Linked DNA regions of Gossypium hirsutum: all the other regions are linked to region 3. The links are chromatin contacts, called in public Hi-C maps. All regions are on one chromosome and are shown on one strand. Each heading gives the region's core, a stretch centred on a gene start, on an enhancer-like site or on the middle of the called end of the contact. The rest is flanking DNA. Distances are from core to core; before and after follow the strand shown. Region 1 holds the start of LOC107896819 (probable serine/threonine-protein kinase PBL1). Region 2 holds the start of LOC107896752. Region 3 holds the start of LOC107896748 (expansin-A4-like).

Region 1 (3,917 bases), core at 746-3,245, 740 kb after region 3:
CAAAATCAAGCGAACTGCCAAACCATTGAAACCACAGGAGAGAGTTGCAGCATTGTTTCTCTCTGTGACCCAACCGCATATGCATCACACTCTATGTTGCCATAGGTACTGAATGACAATTAGGTTCTGATCTTTTTGGTGTTTCAACTACCATATATGATATTTATGCCTTCTTTGGACATTGGTATGAAAATGTAATCTTCTAATAAATTTTCAAATTTTAAGAAGATTTTAAATGTATCTCATATCAAACATATATTCATTCCACACTCACAATCTAATTTGAGTATTGTTGGGCAAATGTGGTGTTGTGTATATTATATACATATAAAACAAATTTTAAAATAAATATAATTATATACACTATTATTATTATTTTTTTGCTAAATGCTCAAATTAAGGCATAACTTTTTAGGGGTTACTCGTATAAAGGTCAAATATTTTAAAATGGTCATATAAAGGCTAAATCTCTATGAAAATACTCAAATAAAGGTTTTTTACGCACTAAACCTTAGTTTGTGGGAAAAATTAGATGGATGCTGATGTGTTTAGAATGGAACACATGACAACTGAATTATATATTACTCAAAAATAAAATAAAAGCAAATACAAAATATGAAAAAATATAAACTGTTTTAAAGCCTTTATTTGAACACTTTTGAAAAGGTTTGGTATTTATTTGACCATTTTTAAAAGTTTACCCTCATTCAAGCACATTTGAAAAGGTTCGGTTCTTATTGGAGCAAAAGTTTGACCCACAATTTGAGAATTTAACCTAGGATAAACTGCACCCAAGATCGCAAAACTATTAGTTACTTTACGTTTTTGGTCACAAACTTTAAAAAGTTACAAAATGGCCAGTGAGCTATCCAAAAGTTTTTATTTAAGTCATTGAGTTGTTAAGGTTTTTTTTTTAAATCTGACTAGTGAACTTTAAGTGAAGATTTGACAATTAGTATGATAGATTAGTTAGTACTCATTGACAAGTGCAAGTTGATCTGACAATCAATGTCAAAAATCGGAGAAGAAAGCTGTTTGGATTTTGATTTGTATATTCGTGCCATTTAAAGTTGTTTCATAAAAAAACTAAATTGTAAAAAAAAAAGAGAAGAAAAAGAGCTTTCAATTGGTGCAGACAGTCCAAACAAACTTAAATGAGAACTTTGAATAATTCAATGACCATTCTGTAACTTTTTAAAGTTAAATGACTAAAACACAAACTTACTAATAAATAGTTTTTTAAATAATAATTGTGAAATTTATAGCTTGGGAGAAGAGGATGAGGCACGGATCCAACCGGAAGCCAAATTGGGCTAATGTTAAAAAAATCCAAGATTAGCAGTGAAAGTGGGCCCAGGTTCGACCCAGCAGGATTTTGTTTTGGGGCGCGTGTGCAGTCACCAGGTTAGGCAAAGCAAAGGACAAAGTGGTAGGGTCCCACATAGCCTTTATTTGTATTCAAAAGAAAAGATCTTTGAAACCCACAATGAATCGGACGGTCACAGTTGATAGTTAAATGCCTATCTTGAAAGGTAACTTTGACCACACCCCCTTTTTTTTATCAATATAAAAAGGAACTAATTTTCAAAACTGACTGTCCAGTCACATCAATCGATGGGCTCCTTCGTTGAAAATCTAGCTGCTGCACTCTTCATTTTACCCTTTTACCCACCGTTCTTTCTACAGTTTCCCTCCCTTACCTAACTAACATAAGCTTATTTACTTTCGCTTTCATTCTCAAAACACTTCTTTTTTCAATGGTCAAACGAATGAGAATCCCACAACAAATATGCTTGGAAATTTTGTGGTAAAGAGAAGGATAAAAGTGTCAAAGTACAAAAATTGAGAAGGCGTGTATTTCTTGTTGAAAGAAATTTTAAAATAAAATATTAACTGTTAATTAACATCCGGGTTTTGGTTGGTTTGACCATTGCTGCTGTCTTTTTCTCTCTATTCAATTTAAAAAAAAAAAAGAATTTCTTCTTCCTATAATAATAATAATATTCTACTCATCTTTTGCCTACTTTTTTTTTTCCTCTCAAAACCTCTATCACAGTGAACAACTTTTCTCTCCATTACCTTTCTTTGACTTGCAAAGTTGTTCTCCTCAAACTAACCAAAAAAGGGATTCTGGGTTTTCAGCTTTCTCTGTTTTCCTACTCTCTTTCACCTTTGCATGACCTGCTTTCATAGGTTTGATTCTCACCCTTTTTTAATTTTTTTTCTGCTGAAAACCATTGAAATTTCGTTAATGATTTCTGGGTGTGTTTTGTTTGAAAGTTGTGTTTTCGCTAGAATTATTTCAATTCTTTTATATTAGTCATGCAGATAAGAATATTCTTAATAGTGGATTAGTGGATGTGCAATTTATGGTTTTTTTTTCCTATTTTCGGTTTTGGATTATTTTGGATCTGTGGTTGAATTTTGTAAACCCAGATGCTGGTTGACGAATTTTCTTCTTTTTTTTTTTTAAATTATGTTTGCATAATTGTGTCTATGCTGATTTGGACCATGAAATGGTTTGCTGAACAAATGACCTTTTTCTTTTTGTTAAAAGAAAATGAACTTCCCCTGCAAATCTCTAGTTTGCATTGTGCATGTGTTTGGTGTTTCTTTTTTTTTCCCTCTCTTTTTATGCATCCATGGTGATAATTTATTACTAAATATGCACTTGAAAGTTATAACCGGCTCGTCAGCATATTCACTGAATTATTTTAGAGTTTATGGAATTTGATCTCTTGACCCATGTTGACGTTTGTTGTAATTGTTTATAAAAGATTTGAACTTTGGGCACCGGACACTTTTGTTTGAGCTAGGTTTTGCTAGGTGGGCTTTTATTCATCTGCCATATAATCTTTGCGATTACTAAATTGAAGATAAGGGAAGGGGTTTTTGTTGGGGGGGGGGGAAGGGAATTGATGTAAATTACAATGCGATCTTTGTGTAGATATCTGTTTGAACATGTTTTCTTACATATGATTTTATCTTAACCACTTTATGCAACTTTTATTCAATATATGCAGTCCTTCGTTTCATCATAATGAGACGTCCAATGGCTGGAATATTGTAGTTTAGGCAATGAGTATTTGAGATAATTAATATTGTTGGTGGTATGGATTGTTTATCTGATATTACAAGACAAAAATGATACCCCGGTCCTCTTTTGTCCTTTTTGCACCTTGTTCCTATTCTGCGATGAGTAGATTTTTGCATTATTTATGTTCTAGCCGATTCAAAGCTTCTGTTGATTTGTGTGCTTTCTTCTTTGTCCTCTTGCAGAAACATAAAAGTCCGAAATACGATTTAGGTTGTTTGTATATAAGATGGGGTGTTTTACAGTTTTGAGAACCAACAAGAAAAAGTCCAAGCAGTCAGTTTTTGTAAAACACATTGCTCATAAAGAGCATATTCCTACCATGCTGCCTGAGCCCCAAATTCAGACCCGATCACTGCAATCTGCACCCCCAAGTTTTATAACCAGAGTAAAACCAATTCAATCTAATAACAAGGCAAGCTGCAATAGGACACGTGCATTATCTGCTCCGTCAAGTCTTGATGCTGCCGAGCAAGATGAGCTTGTGTCAGTTGAATTTGAAGAACAAGAAGAGTCGAAGAGTCGTGTTGGTTTAGTCAAGGAACAGAAGTCATCAAGTCCACAGCCTCTTCCACTTCCATCTCCCCACAGTACTGCGCTGAAGACAATGGGAAGTTTTAAAGCAGGGAATGTTAGTGGCCCTCTTTTTGCTTCGGGACCATTACCCCTGCCTCCCTCTGGAACACTACGTAACTTCGCCTATGAAGAAATTGCAGCTGCTTGCCATCATTTCTCTTCCGATCGATGCACATCTGAGGGTCTATCTTCTGTTATGTACAAGGCATCCTTCGGAGATGACACATCAAGTACAAAGAAGTTTGAA
Region 2 (4,100 bases), core at 907-3,406, 560 kb before region 3:
CTTTGATTATAACATAAATAACGAAGGCAAATGCAACGCGAACCCTGAGTTGAAGTTAAAAAAAGGGAAAGAGAAGAGACTTGCCTCAAGTTGATGTCCAAAGGTGAGAATAAGGGTGTCAGGAGCAACATCAAAAGTTAAAAGTCGAGGCCCAGTTTTGAGAGAAAATTGGCAGTGCTTGGTTGGAAGGTGGAGGCTTAATGTATAATCACAACAATGGCCGTTTTCTTCTTCGTTTACGTTTGGATCTTGGTCAGCCAACTTATCCTCATTACTATTATTATTGTATTTGTATATGCTCACAACTGACTCTCCTCTTCGAAATCCCTTCCTGCCTGCCTGCCTTGCATTTTCTACCAATATCTTCCCCAATTCTTCCGCTACATCCTCCAGTTTACTTGCTACTTTCTCTACTTTTTCACTATTTCAAACCAAACAACCCACTTTTCACCATATTTACATACATACAGTAATACTATATCAACTTACATTGCTATAATGTATATCTATTTTCACACATTTTTATCTCTATCAATATTTAACAATTCCACTTCTAAATCAAATAATTTAGTCATGTTCTCATGCATGTAAGGTTTCGAAGTAAAATTTATATAAAGTAAATGAATTATTCCATGGAATATCAATTTTCATAATGGCCAACAAGCTACTGGTCTAGTGTTGTATGTGAGGATTCAAGTGTTAGCAGGCTATCTAGGGTTCTTTCCTTATGAAACACCCTCCCTATCCCTTAGGTTTTTTTTGTACTGCATGTAAATTTTTTTACATAAAATTAATGAATTATTCCATAGAAGATCAACTCTCATAATTGTGACATTTTCCCCTATTATGGCTTATTTTGATGTTTTATAAACCAAAGAAAAAAACACTTAATCAATATATATAGATAATAAGCATATCAAATTAGTTTAAATTAGATACAGATAAATCTAAAATTTACACCAAAACTTGGATTTTATACATGCAATTCAAATTTCATTTACCTACTACATCTACATGTCATCATTTTATATGTTTATAACAGACACAACTATTTATATTTACCTAACATAAACACTTATAGATTTATCTGGCTTCTTTTTTTTTAAAAAAAGGTATCAATGTTTTCGAAGGCTAAATTTTTTATAATAATGCTTCATCTTGTTTTAAAATAAAATTTTAATTTACAAAATAAAAACATTTAGTCATAATTGTATTTCAATTCACGTAAGTGTTTAATATGCATACTAATCATGTATAAACGTGCATGCACATTACACAGTAAGCTATAATTTTGAAATATATCTCAATTATATATATACACAAGTGATCCAGTATATTGTTAAACTGGAGGGTTAACAAAATTATTATTTTACGTAAATTTTAATTTTAACCTCTGGCCCAAGCTAAAAGAGTATAAAAATAGGTACACAAAAATCAAAATTAGGTGGTGAATAGGGCCCAAAAAGCCCAAGGAATTTAAAGAAATTTACTCATGTTTCTGTGGAAGGTGGCGGGAGGGACGGTTAGAATACCTGAAGCTGTGATACAAGTGAACGCCGATATATTGGCGAGCCCACTCCATCCTCTCGTCTTTGCAATCAATCCACACAATCTCCTCCCTCTTTCCCGCCGAATTCCTCCTGTATCCCGTATCTCTCTCTTCCAACACCCCGAACACTCTCGCCGCCTCTTTCACCGTCGCCCTTACCTCCTCCCCCGCATCGATCCCATGCAGCCCTATCGCCACCACTCCATACTTCCGTGCAGATCGCATAAACCGCTCGACCGACCCCACCTCCCTTAAACCAAGGGATTGGAAATCGACCTTATCGGGTAGGCCGTGGTGGCGGAGTGTCTGGCACTCGGGTAGCGTTAGGTCGGGGATCTGTAACGACTTCTCGAGAAAGTCGGTTAAGATCTCGTTGGCAGCGGATCGTGAGCCGGTGGCGGTTGGGATGGGTGATGGAGGTGGGGCCTTGATGCTAAGCTTGCTCATAGAGCGCATTACAGGTACAGCCATGGAGTCGTACAATAAGAAAGAAAGGAGAAAGGAGGGTTCGGTTGAGAGGGGTATTAAAAAAGGAGGAGTAGACTAAGTCATTTGGGTGTCCAGTGGAAGTGGAGGTCCACTCCACTTGATCATCTTCCTTTCGCTTTGCTTTCTCTTCTTCTCTTTTGTCCTATCGCCACCTGTAACTCTTTGACTTCAAACCCTGGATCCAAATGCACTAGATTTCGCCACGTCGTTCATTAAAAAGGCCTTACCTGGACCCCCATTTTGTTAGTTGGGACTTGTAATCTGTGTTCTTTCCGAATTTTAAAAATAAACTAATATGGCTATTTAAAATAAAAAAGGACAACAAATTGTTGAATGGATTTATAAACCAGAAAAAGGTAAAGCAAGAATTCCTTTCCAGTAATAAAAATTAAAAGTAAGTCTATTTCCTAAGCAATTTTAAAAAATTAATAAGTATTTTTTAAAATATTTTTATTTTAATATTTTATTATATTTTAATAGGGTACTTGTCAAACCTTATTTATACTAAAAACTTCACTAATAATTTGCGAAATAGATTTTCAAAATTTACATGTCAAACAATTACAAAGAAATTCTTAATTGGTTTTTGTTTGTATGATTAATATTTTAATGGTTCCATCCTCATATTACAATTATATAGATCATGTATGTTATATTTGATGGAAATTAAATTTTTTTAATTATTTTTATATTAAAAAATTTTTAATCATTCAATAAATATTAATATATATACTTTTTAATATCGATATGATAAAGATATCAAATCGATTCAATTTTTTGCATATAGTATAAGCACAATTATATCAATAAATTTAACGGTTAGATCTTTAACAGTTTTCAATCTCTCCCCTATAATCTTTTATGAGTTAGTTGCACTAAGCACCCCTAAACTATGACTATCATTTTAAATCGGTTCACAAACTTCAAAATATTCTAATTACATCTCAAACTTAAAAGTTATATCAACCAAGTCTTTTCATTATTAAAAACATTAAATGAAACGTCAAATCTTATGTAGCTAAATTTGAAATAAAAACTTTTTCAAAAAAAAGATGTTGCAATATTACTTTTAAAAGTAAAAATTAAAAATAAAATTAAAAACTAAAAATAAAATAAATCTAAAAAAGAAGAGATTGGACGATTAAACATACGAAAAAGCTTTGAAAACATTAAAAAATTAAGATTTTTCAACATCCATTTTAATAATATGATTTTTTCTTCTTAAAATTTTCATTTTTGTTTATACCGTATAAGATTTGAGGTATCATTTGACATTAAATTAATGATTTTAATACCAAAAGGACTAGATTGATATAACATATGTAATTTACAGATGTAATGAGAATTATTTAAAGTTTAAGACTAATTTAAAATAAAGTCCATAGTGTAAAGAAGTTTGGTGCAATTAATCTTTTTAATTTATAATTTAATTAGTCAAAATTCAAAAAGAAATACGAAAAGGTAGAGCTTTCTCTTTCATAAATTTCTTTTGGTCAAATAAATGAAAAGTATTATGAATAAAGCTAATTGGTTTTTAGAAATGAAGGTGATTATGAATACCCTTATTTTTATTATTGATTAGTATGGTCCTCCGCTTATTTCGTGTTAGATCGATTATTTGCTTGTATCTGATTATAAAGTAAAAAGTTGAATATTAAAATATGCTTTAAGTATATATATATTTCGTACATTTAAAATTTAGTTTATTTATATTTAATTTTAGGAATTTAATCCTTACATTTATCGGATTTAAAATTATTACCACCCTTAAATTTCTTCTATTAAAATTTTTAGTGTGACATTTTAAAATTTTTAAAAAAAATCAATTGGTAATCATGTAATAATAAAAATAACGTTAAAATACTTATTAAGATTTTTTTCTTAAAAACACCTATTTGAACTCTTCATGATAAAAACTTTTTTATATTGAAATAGTGTTCTTAAGAAAATTTGACGTCAACATTTTGATTAAAATAGTTAACAATACTAACTATTTAGACTAACTAATGACATTATATAAGTAGAGAGACCACGTTATGTTAAAATTTTAAAATAATAGATT
Region 3 (4,313 bases), core at 614-3,113:
ATCATTTGTAGATCGGTTCCGTGGTGAATTTTGGGCTTTGACATTAAGTTTTTTGGGATGTAACTAAATTTTCTAAAAGTTTGAGAGTTTTTATACGAATTTTCAAAATTTTAAGTAAATCTAATTAAAATTTAAAAACTTTTGAAGGCTTAATGAGAAGTAAAAAGGAAAAGTTAGAGGAGTCCAATTAAAATATTTGAAAATTTAGAAAAACTCGAATGAGGGACTAATTAAAATTTTGGGAGTCCCGACCCCAAAGACTATCTTGGCCATGAAATCCATTGCATGGTTTGGCTCCCTAGAAGTATGACAAATGTGCAACTCCCGCTCTCTGCTACATAGCACCTTGGGCAAAATTATTTGCCTCAACAAAGCTACCATTCAACATATGCACCACTGAAATAGTAACTTATATTAGGGGCTTAATCTTACTATATGAGTGCTCAACTTAAAAAAGATGATACATCTTTTATATCTTATATGATGTCTCAATAATTCATTTATACACTCCTGATTCAATATTGCATCATAATTTTGATTAATGACATTAGTTGATAAATCATAAAATATGTCGAAAATACTTGCAAAAATAAATGACCCATTATTTATAAATTATAAAAAAAGGTATTTCAATAATGAAAACCATAAATATCATGGTCAATCATCAACAAACAAATTTCAGACATTATGGATATATCCTCTAGAGTTCAAACTTAATAGTTTGGTTCACTATAAGAAATGTATAGATTATAGGCTAATGGCACTTGCTCGCCTATTTCACACATAAAGCCAGCGGGCGCCATTTTGCTACCTCGGCATAAAACGCTCATGTGCCTTATATAAGTAATATGTCAATTCCAGTTTTATATTAGACAGACACTATAATATTGTCTTAAAACTGGCCTCCTTCAAAAGTTTGTCCGAATTGCCAACCAGCAGGCACTACATTGTAGGCTGTGATAGTCCTGCCATCGCTGGCAGTCACTTTAAAAGAGAGGCTTTGTCCGTTAAGGTAAGCATTGCTCTGCCAGTTTTGGCCCCAATTTCTGGACATAGGTAGCCATCCTGTTCTGGAACCCTTGATGGACACTGACGTTATATCCCCTGCCCCTCCCACGTTCGTTATCAACACCATGTTGAAGTACGAATGTCCATTCATGGTGTACCTGATGCCTCCTTTCTTCACACATGACACCCTGCAAAAGGTCAAACACCCAACAGTTTAACATACCTTAAAGAGTGATGATTTGAATTGAGTTTTATTCACCACCTTCTGAACATAACAGGGACGATTCCAGCTCGATATTCTGCTATCCGCAAGAATGCCGGTTCGGCCAAATCAAAGTGTTCTCGTGGGGGATTGCACCACCCGCCATTGTCACTAGATAAAGCATAGTTAGGTGGACAAAAGTTGGTGGCTGTCACGGTTATGGTTCGACTAATGCACCATTGAGGATCATTGTTGCACCGGAGCTCGTAGCAGGCACCGCAGCTCAAGCCATTGTTGAAAAGTGCAGTGCTCAAAGCTGCTGTGCTCGTTCCATACCCTTGACTGTACAGGTTTCCATAACCACAAGCTCCCCCTATAGAGAACATCACAAATTAAGAACATAGCCTAGAGATTTTTATGTAGGTAATGCCGTAATGGTTTGAAAGTTTGAAACTCACCCATTGTGCCGGTAGCATCAGCACCACCGTAGAAGGTGGCATGGGCAGTTTGCCAACCACCATTGTCATCTCCATTAGCACCAAGGAAAATGGAGTTGCAGACACTGAACAAAAAGAAGAAAAGTGGAAATATTTGCAACATCATCGTTTTGGTTGCCATTTGAGTAAGAGCTAGCTAGCTCAAACAATTGGCTGACCTAACCTTATTGATTTGAGGAGAGAAAAAGTGTATAGCTATTTATACAAAATGAGAAAGAGTTTGTAGTACAGAAGATGACAAGCAACGCTAAGTACCGTACGTAGCTAATTAAGTGGTGAAAGAGTACAAATTTGGAGGATAATTAAGGCTTAAGCTATACATTAAAAGGGCACATGCAAAATTTTAATCATAGATATGATGGTATCCAGTATCCATTATTTGCTCAACGACTTGTTTTAATGGATATAAATATAGATGGATGGAAACATAATGTTTAATTAAACCATAACAATGGCGGAAGGTTGAGCGAGGGGTTATTCCAGCGCAGTCTCCTAATTGCTTGCAATTGAAGCCACTTGAAACAAAACTAAAAAAATCTCATTTAACTCCAGCCAACCACCTCAACCATCGGTGGAGTTACACTTTACCAGTTAATTCCCCTATCATTTGAAGTTGGTAATAGTGAATGGTGATGAGTAGGTTCATTTTCAGTCAGCCAATCAGACTCAGGTTTTTCGTTTTTCACAAGCGCCGATCAGGGAAGGACTGAAGGTGAAGAAGTCGCCATTTTCTAGAATACAATTTTCTTGACTTTCTGAAAATAGAAATTGTTCTATATAAGATGATACGTACTAAAAGTTTCTATTACTTCATGAAAGTTATTTTAACAGGGGTAACTAACTCTTAGTAAGTTTTCCTCGGTTAACTTATTAAATTATTGAAAATTTTTCATTTAAATTAGTATATTGTTAAAATTGTTATTGTGTGGTCTTCTTTGTTCGCACTGTTTGTGCCAATCAAAAGATATTTTTTTCCTTCCCTCTTACACTTTAGTTCTTTTTCATGAACCAGCTTTGAAGTCATAAATTTATGAATCAAAATCCAAATATTTTTTTTCGATTTTCAACACTGACCGTAATATCAACTTGGACCTAATGTATATTCTATTTGTCAATAAGTATAAATCCATTGTATCACTTATCGAATCGTAGCTTGGAACTTGCTAATCGAATTTTTAAAAAAAAACTTAATAGCCCGGTGACTTAAATAAAAACTTTTAAATATTCCAGTAACTTAAATGAAAATTTTCGAATAGTTCAAAGACCATTTTTTAACTTTCTGAAATTAAGTGATCAAAACGTAAACTTACTAATAGTTGAGTGCAAGTTACACTTTTAATAACAATAAAATAATAAAATAATAATAATTTAATTAGCTAAAACTAGAGAGGTATTATAGTTTTTTTGAAAAAAAAATTATAACTTTCTAATTTTTTTAAAGTGTCGATGGTCGAAAGTTGATAAATCTTTCAACGTATCAATATTATTTTTGAGGGCTGTTTTCTAATTTTATTGAGAATTTAAGTGACCAAAGAAATTGTATGAAAAAATGACGAGTTTGTCAAATGCCTAAAAAGAGACATCATGTGTCCATGCATGATCATTCACTAAAGAAACCTCAGTATTTGTACTTTATGGGATCCAAAGCTAAACCCATGATCTATACGCTATAAAGCATTTATGGGTTGTAGTATTGTTACCCGCTACCCAGTCACGATTCAGGCCGCGTCTCTTGAGACTTTTGAGTTTTTGGTAGAGTTGAAAACGAAACTTTCATTGGGAATAATATCTATTCATTGAGGGGTGCATTGACTTTGTCTAATCTCTCGCCAATAAATTTACTTTTATATATTTTTCTAGAGTTTCATTTTCTAATATGTTAAATATGACCTCATCTAATTTAGGGGTGATACTGGTTCAATCGGGATTTTTTTAATTTTTTGAACTTTTAATTATAATTTAGTTTAGTTTGGTTATCAATTTTTTTCATATTAATTTTTAGATTTTTTATTTCTAAATTTATGTTGACAAAATGAACTTTATTTTATATATTTTAAATATTATTTGATAAAATTTTAAAGTATTTTTCATATATATATTTCAGAAAACAATAATTTTCGAATAACGAATTTTTGAGATTTTTAAAATGTTAGTATTTTTAATTTCTTTATTTATATGAATAATTTATTTAGAAAAAAATTAGGTTAATGGAAATTTAAAATTTTTAAAATAATTAAAAAAATAATAATTATATTAAAAATAAATAATATAAAAATGGAATATGGATATCATTATATTTGTAAAAAAAATATAAATAGTTTTAATAAAATAAATTTAAAAAATATATATTATAATTAAATAAAAATAACTTTTAAATTTTAAATTTTTACCTTATAGTGAGATCATGTGTATTAATCAAATAAAATTGTGGGAAATTTTGAAAACCATCTATTTAAATGGAACTTGAAAAAAAATTTAAGCTATTAAAATTCTCTTTTGAAATTACTCAAAAATTTTAAAAATTTCAAATATATTTATCCAAATAAATAAATTTATTTTTAAAATTTCGAAAACTTTGATACCAATGAATTTCATCCTACAAAATT

What was found. A called contact is a pair of places that touch in the nucleus more often than the background predicts.
Region 1: a contact with region 3 is called in a Hi-C map of leaf, with 2.3 times the contacts expected there. The contact joins the promoter of LOC107896819 here to the promoter of LOC107896748 in region 3. A contact is called at or near these places in 7 of 34 Hi-C or Micro-C datasets (anther, callus, leaf and 1 more).
Region 2: a Hi-C map of leaf shows a contact between it and region 3, with 2.0 times the contacts expected there. The contact joins the promoter of LOC107896752 here to the promoter of LOC107896748 in region 3. A contact is called at or near these places in 2 of 34 Hi-C or Micro-C datasets (anther and leaf).

What each region holds. Positions count from the first base shown.
Region 1 is chrA10:87,604,025-87,607,941 of Gossypium_hirsutum_v2.1, forward strand. It overlaps LOC107896819 (probable serine/threonine-protein kinase PBL1), which reads left to right and starts at 1,996. Exons shown (of 5, transcript XM_016822100.2): 1 at 1,996-2,193; 2 at 3,280-3,917. The coding sequence starts at 3,324.
Region 2 is chrA10:86,302,289-86,306,388 of Gossypium_hirsutum_v2.1, forward strand. It overlaps LOC107896752, which reads right to left and starts at 2,157. Exons shown (of 4, transcript XM_016822017.2): 1 at 1,533-2,157; 2 at 85-421. The coding sequence starts at 2,020.
Region 3 is chrA10:86,863,087-86,867,399 of Gossypium_hirsutum_v2.1, forward strand. LOC107896748 (expansin-A4-like) reads right to left here and starts at 1,864. Exons shown (of 3, transcript NM_001326844.1): 1 at 1,669-1,864; 2 at 1,271-1,583; 3 at 582-1,196. The coding sequence starts at 1,828. The coding sequence ends at 893.